Linked DNA regions of Sus scrofa: regions 2, 3 and 4 are each linked to region 1. The links are chromatin contacts, called in public Hi-C and HiChIP or PLAC-seq maps. All regions are on one chromosome and are shown on one strand. The core of a region is the stretch at or near the end of the contact, and the rest is flanking DNA. Distances in the headings are between cores, read along the strand shown. Region 1 holds the start of PSMD7 (26S proteasome non-ATPase regulatory subunit 7). Region 2 holds the start of NQO1 (NAD(P)H quinone dehydrogenase 1). Region 3 holds the start of WWP2 (NEDD4-like E3 ubiquitin-protein ligase WWP2). Region 4 overlaps WWP2 (NEDD4-like E3 ubiquitin-protein ligase WWP2).

Region 1 (4,145 bases), core at 949-3,448:
AATCCCACTAAACAAAAGTAATAGGTTAGGCCTTAATAATTAATTTCTAATGAATATAACGGGTAATTCACGAACTTGGTACACTGGCAGCTTTACTCACTCCTGACTGCAAATTAATACATGCCTGGAAAAAAATCTCAAACTTGTATAGACATTTAAAATGGAGAAAGTGAAAACTCCCCAGATCTTGGTGTCTTAAATGTTATACAGTTGGTGTTTGGTTACACATTAATGTTACCATATTTAACTTCAGTTTTTCTTTGCAGCTTGTCTTTCTCTTTTAAACTTTCCCCATCTTCTCTAGCCTCAAATCGTTTCAGGGATAAAGATACTAAAGTAGATCCAGTTTTATGGCCCACCTTGCCAACGCTTCCCCGGAGCATCTATTCTGTCAACAATTTCCACTAGATGTTTTTAACTCTTTGTATCAAATAGAGGCTCAGAAAACCATTCCGATCCAGAGGCATTTGTGTGCCATTTGTGGTCCCTCTGAATGGCTTAATGAGGCAGAAGCTGGAAGTGAGCTGGTGACTAATCATGCTGGTAGGAGGGCTCAATGAATGAGAAAGACTATTTCAGAATTTCTCCATATCAAACCTCATCAGTGATTCTGTCTTAAGGAACTACAACTGTTTTGCTTACATAATCTAATTTCATTGGTTTTCATGTAGAATTCTCCTTTAACCATTAACAAATGAGACATACAGAAACAATACAATTCTATGTTCAAAGCAAAGACAAAAGCCACTGTGAAATGAAGTACAATTCCTTAACAGCTGCTGCTTTCACAATGATTTAACTGTATTTATCAAAACATATGGTTTGGCAAATTTATAAATGCTTACTATATTTAGGGTTTGGATGAAACAAAGTTAAGGATTTTCTATTCTGGTGGTTCTTGTTTTTTTGGAAATCTCTGCTTAAAGGAAACTTCCACACTCAGGGCTTTTCTTCTGATCTACAAAAATCCATCTGCCTTCTTAAAAACACTACAACTGTTATCTGACAGAGCAGCTCACAGTGTCTGCCTGCACTAGGCCCTTAGCAAGTGTTTGTTGAACTTACAGAATAGAACTGAAATGATCCCTCCCTTAGCACCTCTAGTATCCTACAGGAGAAAAACAGTAATTATTTTTAGTGCGATAGCTTGCATATCCTGTTAGGCTAAGGCTCCTACAAAGCAACAGAACTGAAATGGGGACCCTAAACCTCACAGGAGTCTGGAGTTTGTTTTGAAGAAGCTGTACAAAGCAAGTTGCAAGAGAATGAGCACTTAGCAACTCTGACTTTACAGCAAATGCTCCCAACTGGGTCTTGCAGTTTTCCAAATCAAGTAACTATCTGGTAAAACTTCTGAACACGTGTAACAGGTCCAGCGAGACGAACAGCTCACAAACAAGCAAGCAAAGGCGGAAGAAACATCTGTGGGATGTTACCTTATTCATTAATGCCCAAATCTCCAACTGGTCTCATTAAAAACAAAATAATACAAAGAACAAAACCCAAAGCAGACTTGACACCTCATCTACATTTTAAGCTGTCGTCAAACACGATTCCCACTTCGAAACTCTCACAAGTTAAAACCACAGCTCTTCCAGGCGCTGAGACCAGAATTTCGCTGACAGCCTTCACAGGCAAAAAGCGCGAGTCTGAAGGGCTTTACTACGAGACATCAAGTCTTTTTGGCAAAAGGGGGCGGACGAAGTGACAGACGGGCACGAGGCCTGGGAATCAAGGCCAAGAGAAGCTTCCCAGACTCTGGCATCGAACGGACTAGGTAAAAGGAACCAGCAGCCCAGTTCCCGGAGCGTCGGCTGGGCGGCGTGGGAGACAATGCCAGGTGTCTTGGGCTTCGCGAAAGGAGGTTGGTCTGGGACCCTCGGCGACTCAGGGCCCTCCTGGTCCATCAGCGCCCCCGCGGCCGCCGCGCAGTCCCCAGCGCGCCCGTGACTCAGCAGCGGCGGCGCCACCGGCCCGGGTAGGCCGCCCCGTGTCGCCCGCTCACCGATTGAAATGATCCACCACACTCAGCAGCACCAGGGGGTGGACCACCACCTTCTGCACAGCCAGCTCCGGCATCGCGACACACCCCGCCCGCCAGGCCCTGCTCCCCGCGACCCGCAAACGCCGGCGGCCAGAGCGGCAGCGACTCTTTGGGATCCTCCAGGCCCGGCTCCTCCTCTTCCGGCTGGGCCGCTGCCGCGCGGCCCCTTCTTCCGCTCCCAGGGTGCTGCGCGCGCCGGGAGCGGGCTGTCGCTCCCGCTGCCAACTTGAGGAGGGCAAGTTCCCGGGAGGCGGAATCCGCCTCAGGTGACTGGCTGCGAATTTCCGGGGTCTTGATAGCTAAAGGGACACTGGAGACGTTAGAGGTTGACCTCCTGGTGTTTCGCTTGTACCGTTACCCACGGTGGCTTTTCGCTTCCATGCCTTCCCAACTCCCCTCCCCCATCGGAAATCTCGAGAAAATACTAAGAAAAAAATGTAAACAGTGATATGTAGTAGTTCCACCATTCAGCAAATGTTGACCTTTGCTTCTAGTCAGAGTCGTCTACAATTTCTTAGAGGAACTAATTTTAAGTCTCCAGCATTAGGGCATTCCCTTTAAGTAGATATGATAGTTTATCTCATTATCATCTTGTCAGGGAATTTCTCCTTAGTCTTCGCTATAGATGATAAGCAAACAATCAGCCTGTCTGTATTTTTCCACCTATCTTTATATTACTTACCATTTAACAAAGGATAGAATAATGCCGTTTGTGCCTAGAGTCAGATCATTCATACAGGTTGATGTTCAAATAAAAACTTAGAAAAAGATTGAAAAAGATGGGAAGCAAGAAGAAAATGTGTTTTCATTTTTCGCTGAGAAAGAGAAAAAATACTAAAAGGGGAAATGTAGAAAAAATACTAAAAGGGGAAATACTAAAAATACTAAAAGGACTTAAGGTTATTTGCAGAAAGACGCAAATGACTTAAAATCCATGCAAGTTTAGTCGCCGGACTGACTTATAAGTTGCTGTTTCTGTCAACAAAAATAATACTTACGCAACTTGAATTATTTAGTTACTGTTCATCCTCTTTTTAAACACCTTTTACCTCCCTGGGTCACGGAGGATCTGACCTCTCTGAAAAATGACCAGGAGATTTTGCTCTGAATCTTAGCCACCTTCCAGTATAGTCAGGGAGCTTTTGATATTCTTTATGGATTTTACCCCTCACTTTTATTTCATGTACTCTTCCTACTTTTGAGAACACTGTTTTGTATTTTCCTCGTTTTTTAAAGTGTTTTTGATTTGGCTATCAGGTGATTTCTGCTACTTCTTAAGATAATAGAACTTGTAAATTGAGAACATTTAAGTCAGCCCCATTGTGAGTTAAAGCATGCTTGCTGGTGTTTAAAGTAGATTCTCTTGTTTCATCTCTTGTGTGATGCTGTTCAACAGAGGGTAGACATAGATCTGTTAGACAAAGAGCTTGGAGTCTAAAGGAAGAATTTTGGGCGGCTAAAATATATAAAGACTATAAGGAAGACAACTTAAAATCATAATGTATTTTCCATGTTGCCCTATTTTTTTTCTTTTTCTTTTTTTTTAAAGTGGAACTGACTTGAAATCATAACTGATTTTGTAGCCACTTCTAGGGAAGGAATTCATTCGGCTGAATACAGAGGGAGATATAAGAAATCTAATTTCTTTTGTTCATTTAATTCTGGGCTTTAAGAGGATCTGATGAGAGCATAAGGATAATAATTTTCTTTTTTTAAAGAAAAATATTATTTAATTTGCTTTCTATTGAAGTATAGTTAATGTACAGTGTTATATAAGTTATAGGTGTACAATATAGTAATTCACAAATTTTAAAGATTATATTCCATTTGTAGTTATTATAAAATATTGGCTAAATTCCTCATGTTGTACAATATATCCTCGTTGCTTATTTTATAATAATACCTTATACCTCTCAATCCCCTACCCATGTCTTTCTTTTTTAGTGTTAAATTCTCCTTTCCTCATATTTATTGAGATGTTACTCACACATAACATGTAAGTGTAAGGTGTGTAATATAGTGGTTTGCTACACATACATATTGCAAAATGATTACCATAATAAGTTAGTTAATACTTCTATCACCTCACATAATTACTATT
Region 2 (4,145 bases), core at 756-3,255, 250 kb before region 1:
TAGATTGGCAAAGCAATTAAAGAGTAAGACTGCAGTCCAGGAGTTCTCATCGTGGTGCAGTGGAAATGAATCCGACTAGGAATCAAGAGGCTGCAGGTTCGATCCCTGGCCTCGCTCAATGGGTTAAGGATCCAGTGTTGCTGTGAGATGTGGTGTAGGCTGGTGGCTGCAGCTCCGATTCAACCTCTAGCCTGGAAACTCCATATGCCACGGGTATGGCCCCAAAAAGCCAAAAAAAAAAAAAAAAAGACTGCAGGAAAACTGGCACGTTGCCAGTGGAATATGATGGAATATGAATTGCCTCGGCCTTTGGGGAAATCTGGGAGCCCCCCCCCCCCGTTTCCAGGGGGTGGAGCTAGAGCGGAAGCATCCAGGAAGGGCTATCAGGTGGCTTACAGGTAGGTCTTCCTGCATGCACGTTAGAGGCTGTTTCCCTCTAGTTGATTCATTCTTCTGCTGTCTGGGGGGCACCAGCACCCCATCCTGAAATACTACATGGTTTACTGAGTACCTACTATGCTCCAGGCATTTGGGATACTTCAGTGTAGAAAAAAGACACAGATCTTTGTGAAGAGTGCATTCTGGTGGCCCAGGCATCCTAACTGTCCCCAGTAATTGCTCTGACATTACAATTCTGTCTTCAAACTGCAGCCAATCTGAATTAAGGAGTTTTTACTAACCTTTCAGACTGAACTGTACTCTGTTAACATGCAGTTTCATTGATGACCTATATAGAACTGAATGGCAAGATATAAAGCTGACAAGAAAGAAAGGGGTTGTGGGAGTTCCTGCTGTGGCTCAGTGATAACGAACCCATCTAGGATCCATGAGGATGTGGGTTTGATCCGTGGCCTCGCTCAGCGGGTTAAGGATCCGGGATCCGCGTGAACACAAGCTACGGTATAGATCACAGATGCAGCTCGGATCTGGCATTGCTGTTGCTATGGCTGTGGCATCGCCAGCAGTTGCATCCCTTTTCTCAGAGTTCAACTAGCTTGTCAACGAAGGGAACAACCCCCCCGTCCATCCTTACTTTTAACAAGATGAGGTGTGTTTTGAATGTGTGTGTTCAGAAAGCAGAACTAGGTTCACAGGAAAGAAATTACAGAAAGGTAGAATTCTGCCCCTGTCGAGGAAATAGATGTCTGGACCTTAGCACTGTGCAATCTCAGGGCCAGGCTTTCTGGCTGGTCCTGGTGTTGCAGCTGGTCCAGGATGTGTGAAAGGGGCCCACGCATCAGACTGACAGGAGAGGAGGGAGTTTCTGTCACTCAACATGCACCCAATGCCAATACCAGAGCAGGTGTGCCCACTCCAAAGGTCACAGTCGAAAATGATTCCTGGCTTGGGAGCTGGGAGCTGGCTCTGGCATCTGTCCAACTAAAGGGAGCAGCTTCCCCAGCCAATTTTCCTCCTATTTGGTCCAGATTTTTATGTTCAAATCTTAGTAACTTACTCTAAAATGTTTTAAATACTATTAAGGCCAAACGAGTTGTGCCAGTGGGTCAGTGTGGCCTCTGACGGCCGATTTCTGACCAGTTTTGGAGAAATTGTGTTGCTTCCAAGGTCAATTCTCTCTTAAACGCCCACTGCGGTTTGTGCGGTCAGAGTATTAGCGGGAGTTCCCCGTCTCCTGGTGTTTGGCAGGGCTCATCCTGGGACCTAATGCCGTCACTCCTCCAGTCCTGCGTCAAGGAAGAAGAAAACGCAGGCTGAGCCCTGCAGGGCTCCGGGGGGGCCACTCACCCGCCATGGCTCCGGCGGCGCGCAGATTGGCCGGGCTGCTGGTTGCCGGGCCGACTCAAGCTGGGAAGGCGCGGGGGGCTGTAGGTCCTCTGGCTGCGACCTGGGAGGTGTCACTCGTGCTGCCGGCGGAGCGCCCGGCTACTTTATACACGATCTGGCCCGGCCCACAGACTGGGGGACCAGCAAAGGCGGAGCCGCCCCATGGGCCCTGGGGTGCAGGGCGGGGCTCACCTCGGCAGCTGGCAAATTTAGGGACCCGCGTGCGAGAAGGGTGCCCAGGGGGCAGAGAATGAGAGGGGCCTCTGGGGTCGGGGCGAAGGTGGGAGGATGTAACCAATGGGGTCCGGGTTCCGTTGGGCGCGTCATTCGTGCCTCCCCAGCCCCAGGAAATCGCTTCCGCACGGAATTGGCCGGACAAAAGGAGGACGCGGGGGACTCCCATCCTTTCGCTCAGAATCTCGCTGAGTCACTGTGACTAGACGTAGGTTTTGAGGGCTAAGGCGACCAGAGAGACTTGCTCCTGGGGAAATGAGTTTGTTTCAGCTTTTGCAAGGTTTGGATTCTGCACTTGGTGCGCGCGGGGTGGGGGGTCCCCTAGAATGTACTCCTCCTCCTCTCAATGGGGGAACTAATTGGTTTTGTTCTCCCCTCTCCCCCAAGAGCTAGTCCGAGTCTTGTGCAGGAGATAGCAGTAAGGAAAAGCATTTAAAGAATAGTCCAGACAGATAAAAGTGTAGTGGCTTTACTCAAAACCCTGCTTAGAGCAGTTTGAACAGCGTAGAGCAAAAGTTTTTAAGTTCTACAAAGTTAAAAGCTCAAGTCTTTGTCTACAGAACAGAGAGAAGTCAGTGTCAAAAGGCAGAAGAAAAAGAAACAGAATCTTAAAGTGTACCCTTCAGAAACCTTACAAAGGGTAAGTAAGAAAATTCAGAGGGGGCCAGAACAGTTCAGGTTGAGATTCCTGGGGTGAGGGAGAGACAAGATTTAAGAAAATGAGAAAACTCAGTAATCAAGATAAAGAACTCTTGAGTGCTCTGTTAAGTCAATTTGCAGAAAAAAGTCATGGCAGATTAAAACACTAAAATGTGGGAGTTCCCGTTGTGGCATAGTGGAAACAATCTGACTAGGAACCATGAGGTTGCAGGTTCCATCCCTGGCCTTACCCAGTGGGTTGAGGATCCTGCATTGCTGTGAGCCATGGTGTAGATTGAAGACGTGTGCTATGGCTGTGGTGTAGGCCGGCAGTTGTAGTTCCGATTAGACCCTTAGCCTGGGAAACTCCACGTGCCGAGGGTGTGGCACTTAAAAAAAGAGCAAAAAAGAAAAAAAAAGTGATATTAATAAAAAAGAAACCCCCCTAAAATGTGGAGTTCCCATCGTGTTTCAGCGGAAACGAATCTGAGTAGTATCCATGAGGACACAGGTTTGATCCTGGGCCTCACTCCAGCGTTGCCCTGAGCTCTGGGGGGGTAGGTTGCAGACACAGCTGGGATCACAGGTGCAGCTCTAAAAAGACCAAAAAAAAAAAAAAAAAAACATGTTAAGGAGTTCCTGATACTGATAGGGATGGAGTAGGCACAGGTAGCTGTAGGAGTTCCCATCGTGGCACAGTGGTTAACGAATCCAACTAGGAACCATGAGGTTGCGGGTTTGATCCCTGGCCTTGCTCAGTGGGTTAAGGATCTGGTGTTGCTGTGAGCTGTGATGTAGGTTGCAGACGCGGCTCGGATCCTGCATTGCTGTGCCTCTGGCATAGGCTGGTGGCTACAGCTCCGATTAGACCTCTAGCCTGGGAACCTCCATATGCCACAGGAGCGGCCCAAGAAATGCCAAAAAAAAAAAGTCCCGATAAAGGATCTTAGAGAGGGAAACATAGGGGACTTTGGGAAATCACTGTAAGTTAATAATTGCTCAAGAACACCATCAAAACAATGCAGGCTTGCTGGACGAGTGTAGGCGTGAGATTTGCCTCAGGTCTTTGGGTGTGGGTGGGTGGGGATGGGATGGGGTGTGCATTCAGGTTCAGACCTAGAGCTGGAGTTTAAGGACCACCTGATTTGAATACCGGATGATCAAGGAGGAGCTGCCACACCCAGAAAGGAAGAGGCGGGCTTTTCCCACCCCACTCCCCTGGATGATAAAACTAGCCCACCTGGTCCTGGGGCCGAGCCTCCTTGCCAGCCCACTGGCCTCTCTCCCAAGCGTCCCATCTCAATAAATCTGTTTCTTGCCTATCCTTTGTCTCTGGCTGAATTCCTTCTGTGTGGAGGCATGAAGAACCTGAACTTCAGTGAGTCCAGACACCAGGTGAGTGATTCAAATTTAAAACCCTGGGTTCAAGTCCCAGTCTGGGTTTAGGGTGGGTTCAAGTCCTGGCATATGGGTTCTGATAGGTTCCC
Region 3 (4,145 bases), core at 1,140-3,639, 180 kb before region 1:
GGTGTCTAGGGGCCCTTTCGAGTTGAAGACTTTGGAGCTGGATCTTGAAGAATGAGTAGGGCAAAGGCATTGAGTGAGCCCTGAAACACTTGTTTGTGGAGGCTCCTTGTTTTTTTTAAAAGCAAAGAAAACAAATGTTCTAACAAAAATTATGGTCACTTTAAACAGTTTACATTAACAAATTAACACTTTCAAACCCTTATGGAAGGACTCAAGGTATAACTCATGCAGTGATAATGACGACTTTTATATGTGGGGCCCTTTATGAAAGAGAAATGTCTTGCTTGTGGGCCAGTGAAGATCTGAGTTAATTTCCCGGACTGGAAAATGTACAGGCTATGAAACTATATGCTAATAGCGGGAGAGGGGATGTGGATGAAACACTATGTGAAAGTATCAGTAAGTATCCCTAGAATTCCTCTGGTCTTTTCTGGGAGTGTCCTGGACTTTGTTTGGACTCTGTTGTCTCTGCCTTTGCCCTTGTTTTCTCTTCTCCCTGGAAACTCTGCTGGCCAATCCCTGCTTACTTAATCTCCAAGAAGTCCCTGAACTCTGTAAACTAGTTCTGATTACCGAAATCACATTTTTCCCCAAGGACATGTTTGAACTCTTCTTTGTCACCACACTTAAGACATTTCAGTTCTGTCACTTAATGAGCAGTTCCTATTTCTGCTTTGCATTGTAGTTAATTGTGTGTCTTCTCTAAGTAGATTGTCTTTTTCCTTAAATGAACATTTCATTTTACTTTTTAACTTTTGGGGGGGGGGCGCTTTTACAATGACACATTTCATATTTTTTTATGTGTCTTTTCAAAATCTCCTATGCTGGAGTTCCCCTGTGGCACAGTGGTTTAAGATTTGGCATTGTCACTACAGCCACTCACGTCATTGCTGTGGTGTGGGTCATATCCCTGGCCTGGGAATTTTCACATGCCGCAGGCACGGCTGAAAAAAAATAGGGTGATTACGAAAGGCTTCACTGAGAGGGGTGGTTGAGTAAATATCTGAAAGAGATGAGTGAGCCAACTGACTACCTGGGGAAAGAGCTTTCCAGAAAGAGGGAAAAGCAAGTCCAAAGGCCCTCAGGCCAGAGTGGCTGAAGCAGGGTACTGAGTGGAAGAGTAGTTGGAGATGAGGTGAGAGAAATAAAGAAGTTTGAATAGGTTTATAGATGGGATTCATATAGGAATTACGGTATTCAGAAAGGCTGTAGCTCCTTGAAAGGCCATCTCCTGGATGGATCTGGAGTGGAAATAGGAAAAGCAGAGACTAAGTGCTCAACCAATTTAATTTGTATGCATAATAGGATCACTCTGAACGGGAAGACCCAAAAATAACAGAATAATCAGTGCACAGTGCTTAAAGCTAATTAAGTGATTAGTCTTCATTTTAGTTTGTGGTGATGAAGAGTGAAAAATTGAGCCTTCCTTCAACTTGTCAAAACTGAATTCCCTACCATCAGTAAAGTATATTGATTAATTTTTTTTTCTAATTCATAAAGTGCTATTGACTCTTTATATTAAGGAAATAGGGGTTCGATTGGTGTGGTGGGCATTTTACCAACCCCAGCAAGGGTTCTGGAGTCTTTTTACTTTTGCTTTATGTCACAAGAACAGATGCTCCGGAGTTCCCATCGTGGCTCAGTGGTTAATGAATCCGACTAGGAACCAGGAGGTTGTGGGTTCGATCCCTGGCCTTGCTCAGTCGGCTGAGGATCTGGCATTGAGGATCTGGCGTTGCCCTGAGCTGTGGTGTAGGTTGCAGACGCGGCTCGGATCCCGCGTTGCTGTGGCTCTGGCGTAGGCCGGCGGCTACAGCTCCGATTAGACCCCTAGCCTGGGAACCTCCATATGCCGTGGAAGCGGGCCAAGAAATGGCAAAAAGACAAAACAAAACAAAACAGATGCTCCACAAAAGTTACTTTTGTGTGTTTCTAGAATCTAGAACCCTGCCTGGCACATAGTAGGCTTAAGGTTGTCAGGTATAGCAAATTAAAACCCAATTTGCCCAATTAAATATGAGCATCAACCACAAATAGTTTTTTAGTATAAACATGTACCAGGCAGTATTTGGGGCACACCTACATATTACATATTTTTTATCTTAAGTTCATATTTAACTGGGTGCCCTGTATTTTATCTGGTGACCCTAGGATATTTTAAGTCAGTAAATTAACCGCTGACTTAATTGACTGAAAGCCTCCTTTCACCTGTGAAATGGGGCTGACAGAGACGCCCCTGGGCTCGATGGGAGGAGTAAATGAAGCTCCTGGCACTCACCGAGCCCTCAATTTACTTGATTGCTCGGGTACCATCTGACGAGGGGAAAACCCTCCCATTTTTAAACATACAAAGGATAAGAAGGCTTTCTGGCTAAAGGTTCCCAGGCCTGGCCTAGGTTGCCCACACCTGCAGGTACGGCCAGCCTCTTCCGGGTCAGGTGACCACGCGTGGTCACGTGACCTGGCCCGAGTGCGGGCGGTCGAAGGCGGAAGTGGGAGAGGAGTTGGGCTCCGCTTCTGTGGTCCCGTCAGGTAGCGAGCGCCGGCGCGGGGCAGCGCGGCGGGCAGGCTGGCGGGGGCGCGGGGCTGGCCTGGGGCAGCGGGCAGCGGGCAGCGCGGGGTGGGCCAGGGGCGGCGCGGCCCGGGCGCCGGGGGGCGGTGGCTTCCTGTGGGAGGGGCCTGGCGCGGCGGTTCCGGCCTCCGAGGAGGGGTGTCCCGGCTCCCGCCCGAGCGGGGTGGGCGCGCTGCGGGCGGTGCGGGGGCAACTCCGAGGTGGGCGCCAAGGCACGCATAAGTGCGGTGGCCAGCAAGTCCTCCTGGAAGGGACAAGCATCTTAGGTGCCAGGGATGAAGAGGAGTGACCTTTGTGGCGGGATCGGGACAGGAGGAAGGGGCAACTTGGGACTGAGCTAGAATGGGTCGCCTGAGAATTGGCGAACGACGTGGAAGGAAAAATCAGGAGGAAGATGCTGCCTGAACCGCGCTTGAGCGCCTCTTCCTTCCTTCCTCTTTGGCAATGATTGGTACCCGAGACTTTGATTTTGGTCCCATTCAGTTTCTAAACTTCAGGAGGGATCAGAGAATCTTGATCATTTTGCTTTCGTCACGCCCACTTAGTCCTGCTTGGGTAGGGTTTCTACTTCTTGAGAACCTAGCCTTTCAGATCATGTTTCTTTGAAATTTCCACAGATCAGATCAACTTCTGGGCTTAAGAAAAGAGCGTGGGCACTTTGCTCTGGCTGTAAAATGGCTTTTAGCTTAAACTGTTGAGCACGGTCCAATCCCAGCATTACCTCACCTAACAGCGACTGCAGTAACCTTGGCCGGTATCTACCTACCCTGCTTTATGACTTTTTCTTTCTTGAGTTTAAATTATTCAGTTTCCTTTGCCATGTGACTGCTTATCTTGACAAACTGTAACTAGCTAGCATGACTGGAAGGTCTGTGTTGTGTTCCATAGAACTGTGACCTGGATCATGATTTTGAGATTAAATACCTGTGTTAAGGCTGTTCACCCGCTTTTTCTTGTGTTTACTAACATTTGCAAAAGTGGAATGCATTTCATGGATGTGATGTAATAGAAGTGAATGTTCAAACTGGACAGTCCCAGGAGCTGGAGTTGTTTTGGGTTACAAGTAGGAAAAAAAAAAAAAGTACCTTGCTAATGTGTTTTGAGTTCAAGTTTTTAGAATGTTTGACAAACATTTAAAAATTGATTTCTGTGACAGCCCTGGGAGTTAGATTAGGAAGATGTTTATTCTCATTTCACAGTGAACAAACAGATCTCAGAAGACTGGATTTTGTTGACAATTTTTTTGTGTTTTCTTGTCTGCTGTTCTCTTTCTTTCTGATAGACTGCAAATTCCTCAAAGGGCGGGGTTTATATCTTATTTGGCTTATTTGGCAACTAGCCTGGAGCCAGGTGTGCTATGGGCACTTGGTAAGTTTTTGGTGAATAAATGAATTTCTAAAGGTCACAGACCTGTAAGTGGAGAAGAGATTTGAATCTGAGTCCTGCCTCTTCTTCTTGGTAAATGAGCTTGCCATTTTGTTGTTTGGTCTATAAGAAAATGATAGGTGTGGGGTTGGGTTGGCTTGGGTTGGCTTCTCAATCTCTTATTTAGTGACTACTTTCCCATAGTAAA
Region 4 (4,145 bases), core at 619-3,118, 160 kb before region 1:
AATAATGGATTTCTAACTTTTAGTGCTTTAACCTCTGTTGCTAAAAGCCCCAAGGCTTCATTTGTAATCATTAGTCTTTCCTTCGTTACTCAAGATACCATCTTTTTTTTCCCTTCAAATTATTAAATTATGAAAAAGATCAAACATATGAAGAGGTTCAGAGAATAAGATGACAAACCATCATAAAAACCACCATCTGGATTTAATGAATATTAACATTTTGCCGTATTTGCTTTAGAACTTTTTCCTTTAAAAAAATGAACTGTTGCAGATAGAGTTGAAGTTCCTTTGGCCTCTATTCACTCCAATTCCCATGTTCTCTCCTCTGCTACTCTAGAGGTAACTTCTGTTTTGCACTTGGCGTGGTTCCTTCCCGTCCGTGCTTCTGCACTTTAATTCCATTTATGTGTGTCCACCACAATGGATAACGTCATTTCAAGTTCAAGTGTAGACCCGTGGCATCATACTATGTACTATACTTAGGCTACCCCTTGCCTTTTTTTTTCCTCTTGGCATTATAATTTGGGTTTGTACATGTAGATTGAATGCATATATTTCAATACCTATGTAGCATCCCATTTTATAAATATTTCACAATCGATTTATTCCCCCATCAGTTCGTAGATTATTTACACATTTTTGCTGTTATAAACATTGCTCTGATGCACAACTTCGCACGTGGCTTCTTCTGCATTTGTTGGAAAATTTTCCCTGGCAAGGAGTTTCCGTTGTGGCGCAGTGGAAACGAATCTATTATTCATGAGGATGCTGGTTTGATCCCTGGCCTTGCTTCATAGGTCAGGGATCTGGGGTAGCCATGACCTGTGGTGTAGGTCACAGAAGTGGCTCAGATCCTGTGTTGCTGTGGCTGTGGCGTAGGCGGGTGGCTACAACTCCAATTCGACCCCTAGCCTGGGATCTTCCATATGCCATGGGTGTGGCCCTAAAAAAAAAAAAAGGGAAAATTTCCCTGGCAAACAGCTAGAAGTAGAATCCTGGGAGGTACGATATATGCATCTTTAATTCTCCCACAGGCGGCCAGATGCCATCTAATTGGACCTGCCTCGAGGTCTCATTTGCACTGCCTCCAGCAGTCTGTGAGGCTTCTTACCAACACTATTGTTAGATGTCTAATCTCTTGCCAATCTGATGAGTCAAAGAGAGCGGTTCTGTTTATTGCTCTACCAAAACAACTTTAACGGAGTCAAACATCCTTTTGAATTGCAGAAAATCGATGCTCATTTGTTCCATAAATATTTATGGAGTTCTTATGAGAAGCCAGGCACTGTCCTAGACAGTAGATTACAAGGGCCAAGAGGTGGGACACATATTTCGGCCCTCATGGAGCTTACCTTCTAGAGGAGGGACGCAGTAAGTACGATAAACCAGTACAGTATGACCCGTGACTGTGAAAATGCCAAGGAGGGAAGGTAAACTGGAGAAGATGGGTACAGTGTGTGTGGAGAGGTGGGGATGAGGGGGTGCTTAGGGAAGGCCTACTTAAGAAAGCAACACTTGGAGTTCCCGTCGTGGTGCGGCGGAAACGAATCCTACTAGGAACCATGAGGTTGTGGGTTCAATCCCTGGTCTTGCTCAGTGGGTTAAGGATCCGGCATTGCTGTGAGCTGTGGTGTAGGTCGCAAATGCAGCTTGGATCCTGCGTTTCTGTGGCTGTGGTGTAGGCCGGCAGCTGTAGCTCCGATTGGACCCCTAGCCTGGGAACCTCTATATGCTGTGGGTGAGGACCTAAAAAGCAAAAAAAAAGGGCAACATTTGGGGAGTTCCCTGGTGGCTTAGTGGTAAAGGATCTGGCATTGTCATTGTCACTTCTGTGGCGGGAACTTCCACTGCACATGTGGACAATTGGGAAAGGAACATTATAGACAGAGAAGTAGAAGTCTGACGGGGTAACATGTCTGGCATGTTCAAGGAACAGCAAGGAGGCCCATGAAGCTTTGGGGGGAAGAAGCAAGGGAGGAGAGGAATGGGAGGTGGGGTCAGAGGGGTATGTGGTGGTGTATCACGTAGGCCCTCAGGGTCATTTCAAGGACTTTGGAGATCGGTGGGAAGCCACTGGATAGCTTCCAGCTTCTGCAAAGCAGAGTGCTATGATTTGATTACATAATAGAAAAACATGACTCTTGCTAAACGTAGAAATTAGATTGAAGGGTGCAGAGGGCAAAAGCAGGAAAAACATCAGTCCCGCTGAGAGCTGATGGTGCTGTGGACCAAGGCAGGGACAGCAGAGGTGGAGGGAAATGTTGGAGCTGGGAGATGTTTTAAAGGTAGAGCCAACGGGATCTACTGTCAGATTGAATGTGGGGTGTCCGAGGGAAAGGGGAAGCAAGAATGAGCCCCAGAATTTTGGCCTGAGCCAGGGGGTGGAAGGAGTTGTCATTCACCACTGAGATGCAGAACAGGATTGAGGGCAAGTGTCAGAAGCTCTGTTTTATCAGTAGACAAAGAGCATCTGAGGTTCGGGGGTGACGTTTATACCAGATACACCACCATGGGATTGTCCGTGAATAGGTGGTATTGAAAGCCATGAGATGATTGAGATCACCAAGGAAAGACATGCAGGGTCTGAGCTACCGGACACTCGGAGGGTCAGAGGGTCCGCAGAGAAGGAGCCAACAGAGGAGGCTGAGAAAAAGCAGCCAGAGAGGCAGGACGAGAATCAGGCAGGTGTGGTGTCCGGGAGGCCAAGGAGAAAGCATTTCAAGGCTTCGCAGAGTCATCCATTGTGTCAGATGCTGCCAGGAGGCCGTCATCTAACTCTCGTGTTCGTTTTAGTATCGTATTCCTGTATGTTTCCCACTACGTTTCAGAGGTTTCCACGGCTGCTCCCTCTATGAGATTGAAGTACAATGCCTGTTACAGACTAGTTCAGGGAAAAACTGGTCACTTAGACTTTTTTTGGACTGGCTATATGTTATAAATAGGGCAAGCACGTAGTTTTGTTTTGTTCTGGCTAAAATCTTAAAGCATAGACTTCTTTGACTTCAGCTGTGGAAAATGTCAAAATCAGTGTGAATTCTCTGTCACTGCATTTAATCTCATACAAAAGGCTTCCATTTGTAGAGTCATATGGTGAAGTAATAACCACGTTTTAAGGCTGAACAGCTCTTTAGAACAGGGAGTTGAAAGAAGAGATCAGGTACAAATACAACGAAAGCAGGGCTAAATGATGTTGAGTAGAATAGGAGTTTCATAGTGTTTTTTTTTTTTTTTTTTTTTTTTTTTTTTTGTCTTCGTACGGCCGCACCCGCAGCACATGGTCGTTCCCAGGCTAGGGGTCTTATCGGAGCTATAGCTTCTGGCCTACGCCAGAGCCACAGCAACATGGGATCCGAGCCGTGCCTGTGACCTACACCACAGCTCACAGCAACGCTGGATCCTTAACCCACTGAGCGAGGCCAGGGATCGAAGCCGCAAACTCATGGTTCCTACTCCGATTCATTCCTGCTGTGCCATGACGGGAACTCCAACTTCGCCTTTTTAACTTCGATGCATTTGCACTCATGCAAGAGCAACGGTGAGTGAAAAGTGTTGGTGCCACAGCACAAATCAGGGCAGTGCCACTGTCCTGGGCTGTTGTCTTGTGTTTCTCACCATGGCACACTCAGTAAAAAGGCAAGAAAAAGCCAGTTTCACATAGGAATGTGCTTGGTGACGCAGTGAAACTGACTAATTTTATTAAGTCTTGGCTCTTGTGCACATGTCTTTTTAATATTCTGTGTGTTGAAAATAGGAACTACGCCTAAATCACTTCTCCCGCATACTGAAATATAATGGATGTGTTGAGAAAAAGCACTTGTAGGACTCTTTGAATTGAGAGCTGAATTATGTAGTTTTTTCCCATGAAATATCATTTTTTACTTAAAAAAAAATCAGCAAATGAATGTTAATAGATTTGAGTGTTTGGCAGACATTTTCCTGAAGATGAATGACATGAGCCTGTCAATTCAAGGAAAACAACTGACAGTACTTGTTGCCAATGATAAAATATGAGTTTTTAAGTGCAAATGAGAATTTTGGAACACTTAGCATCTACCACAAAGCGCTCGACAGCTTCCCAGTACTCAAAGACTTATCTGATGAGATCAGTGGTGACATTCAGAAATGCAGTTTTTTTGGATCGCGTA

What was found. Hi-C and Micro-C count contacts between places; a contact is called where the count stands out from the background. HiChIP or PLAC-seq counts read pairs in DNA pulled down with a chosen protein or histone mark.
Region 2: a contact with region 1 is called in an H3K27ac HiChIP or PLAC-seq map of alveolar macrophages. The contact joins the promoter of NQO1 here to the promoter of PSMD7 in region 1. A contact is called at or near these places in 2 of 5 promoter capture datasets (fetal liver and liver), 20 of 47 Hi-C or Micro-C datasets (adipocytes, brain, embryonic fibroblasts and 13 more) and 2 of 2 datasets of contacts at active chromatin or transcription factors (alveolar macrophages and skeletal muscle).
Region 3: a contact with region 1 is called in a Hi-C map of heart right ventricle, with 3 times the contacts expected there. The contact joins the promoter of WWP2 here to the promoter of PSMD7 in region 1. A contact is called at or near these places in 1 of 47 Hi-C or Micro-C datasets (heart right ventricle) and 1 of 2 datasets of contacts at active chromatin or transcription factors (alveolar macrophages).
Region 4: a contact with region 1 is called in an H3K27ac HiChIP or PLAC-seq map of alveolar macrophages. The contact joins the enhancer-like site here to the promoter of PSMD7 in region 1. A contact is called at or near these places in 4 of 47 Hi-C or Micro-C datasets (fibroblasts, omental adipose tissue, retroperitoneal adipose tissue and 1 more) and 2 of 2 datasets of contacts at active chromatin or transcription factors (alveolar macrophages and skeletal muscle).

What each region holds. Positions count from the first base shown.
Region 1 is chr6:17,045,473-17,049,617 of Sscrofa11.1, reverse strand. PSMD7 (26S proteasome non-ATPase regulatory subunit 7) reads right to left here and starts at 2,198. Exons shown (of 7, transcript XM_021093860.1): 1 at 2,006-2,198. The coding sequence starts at 2,079.
Region 2 is chr6:17,290,822-17,294,966 of Sscrofa11.1, reverse strand. It overlaps NQO1 (NAD(P)H quinone dehydrogenase 1), which reads right to left and starts at 2,005. Exons shown (of 6, transcript NM_001159613.1): 1 at 1,747-2,005. The coding sequence starts at 1,753.
Region 3 is chr6:17,226,226-17,230,370 of Sscrofa11.1, reverse strand. It overlaps WWP2 (NEDD4-like E3 ubiquitin-protein ligase WWP2), which reads left to right and starts at 2,389. Exons shown (of 24, transcript XM_021093861.1): 1 at 2,389-2,532.
Region 4 is chr6:17,205,339-17,209,483 of Sscrofa11.1, reverse strand. All of the region lies in intron 1 of WWP2 (NEDD4-like E3 ubiquitin-protein ligase WWP2), which reads left to right. Among named protein-coding and RNA genes, the nearest start is that of WWP2, 21 kb to the left of the region's middle. Within about 2 kb of position 1,868, at least 1 of the 83 cell types and tissues checked has an H3K27ac peak or open chromatin away from gene starts, as enhancers often do. A contact at or near this core is called in alveolar macrophages, where this site is marked.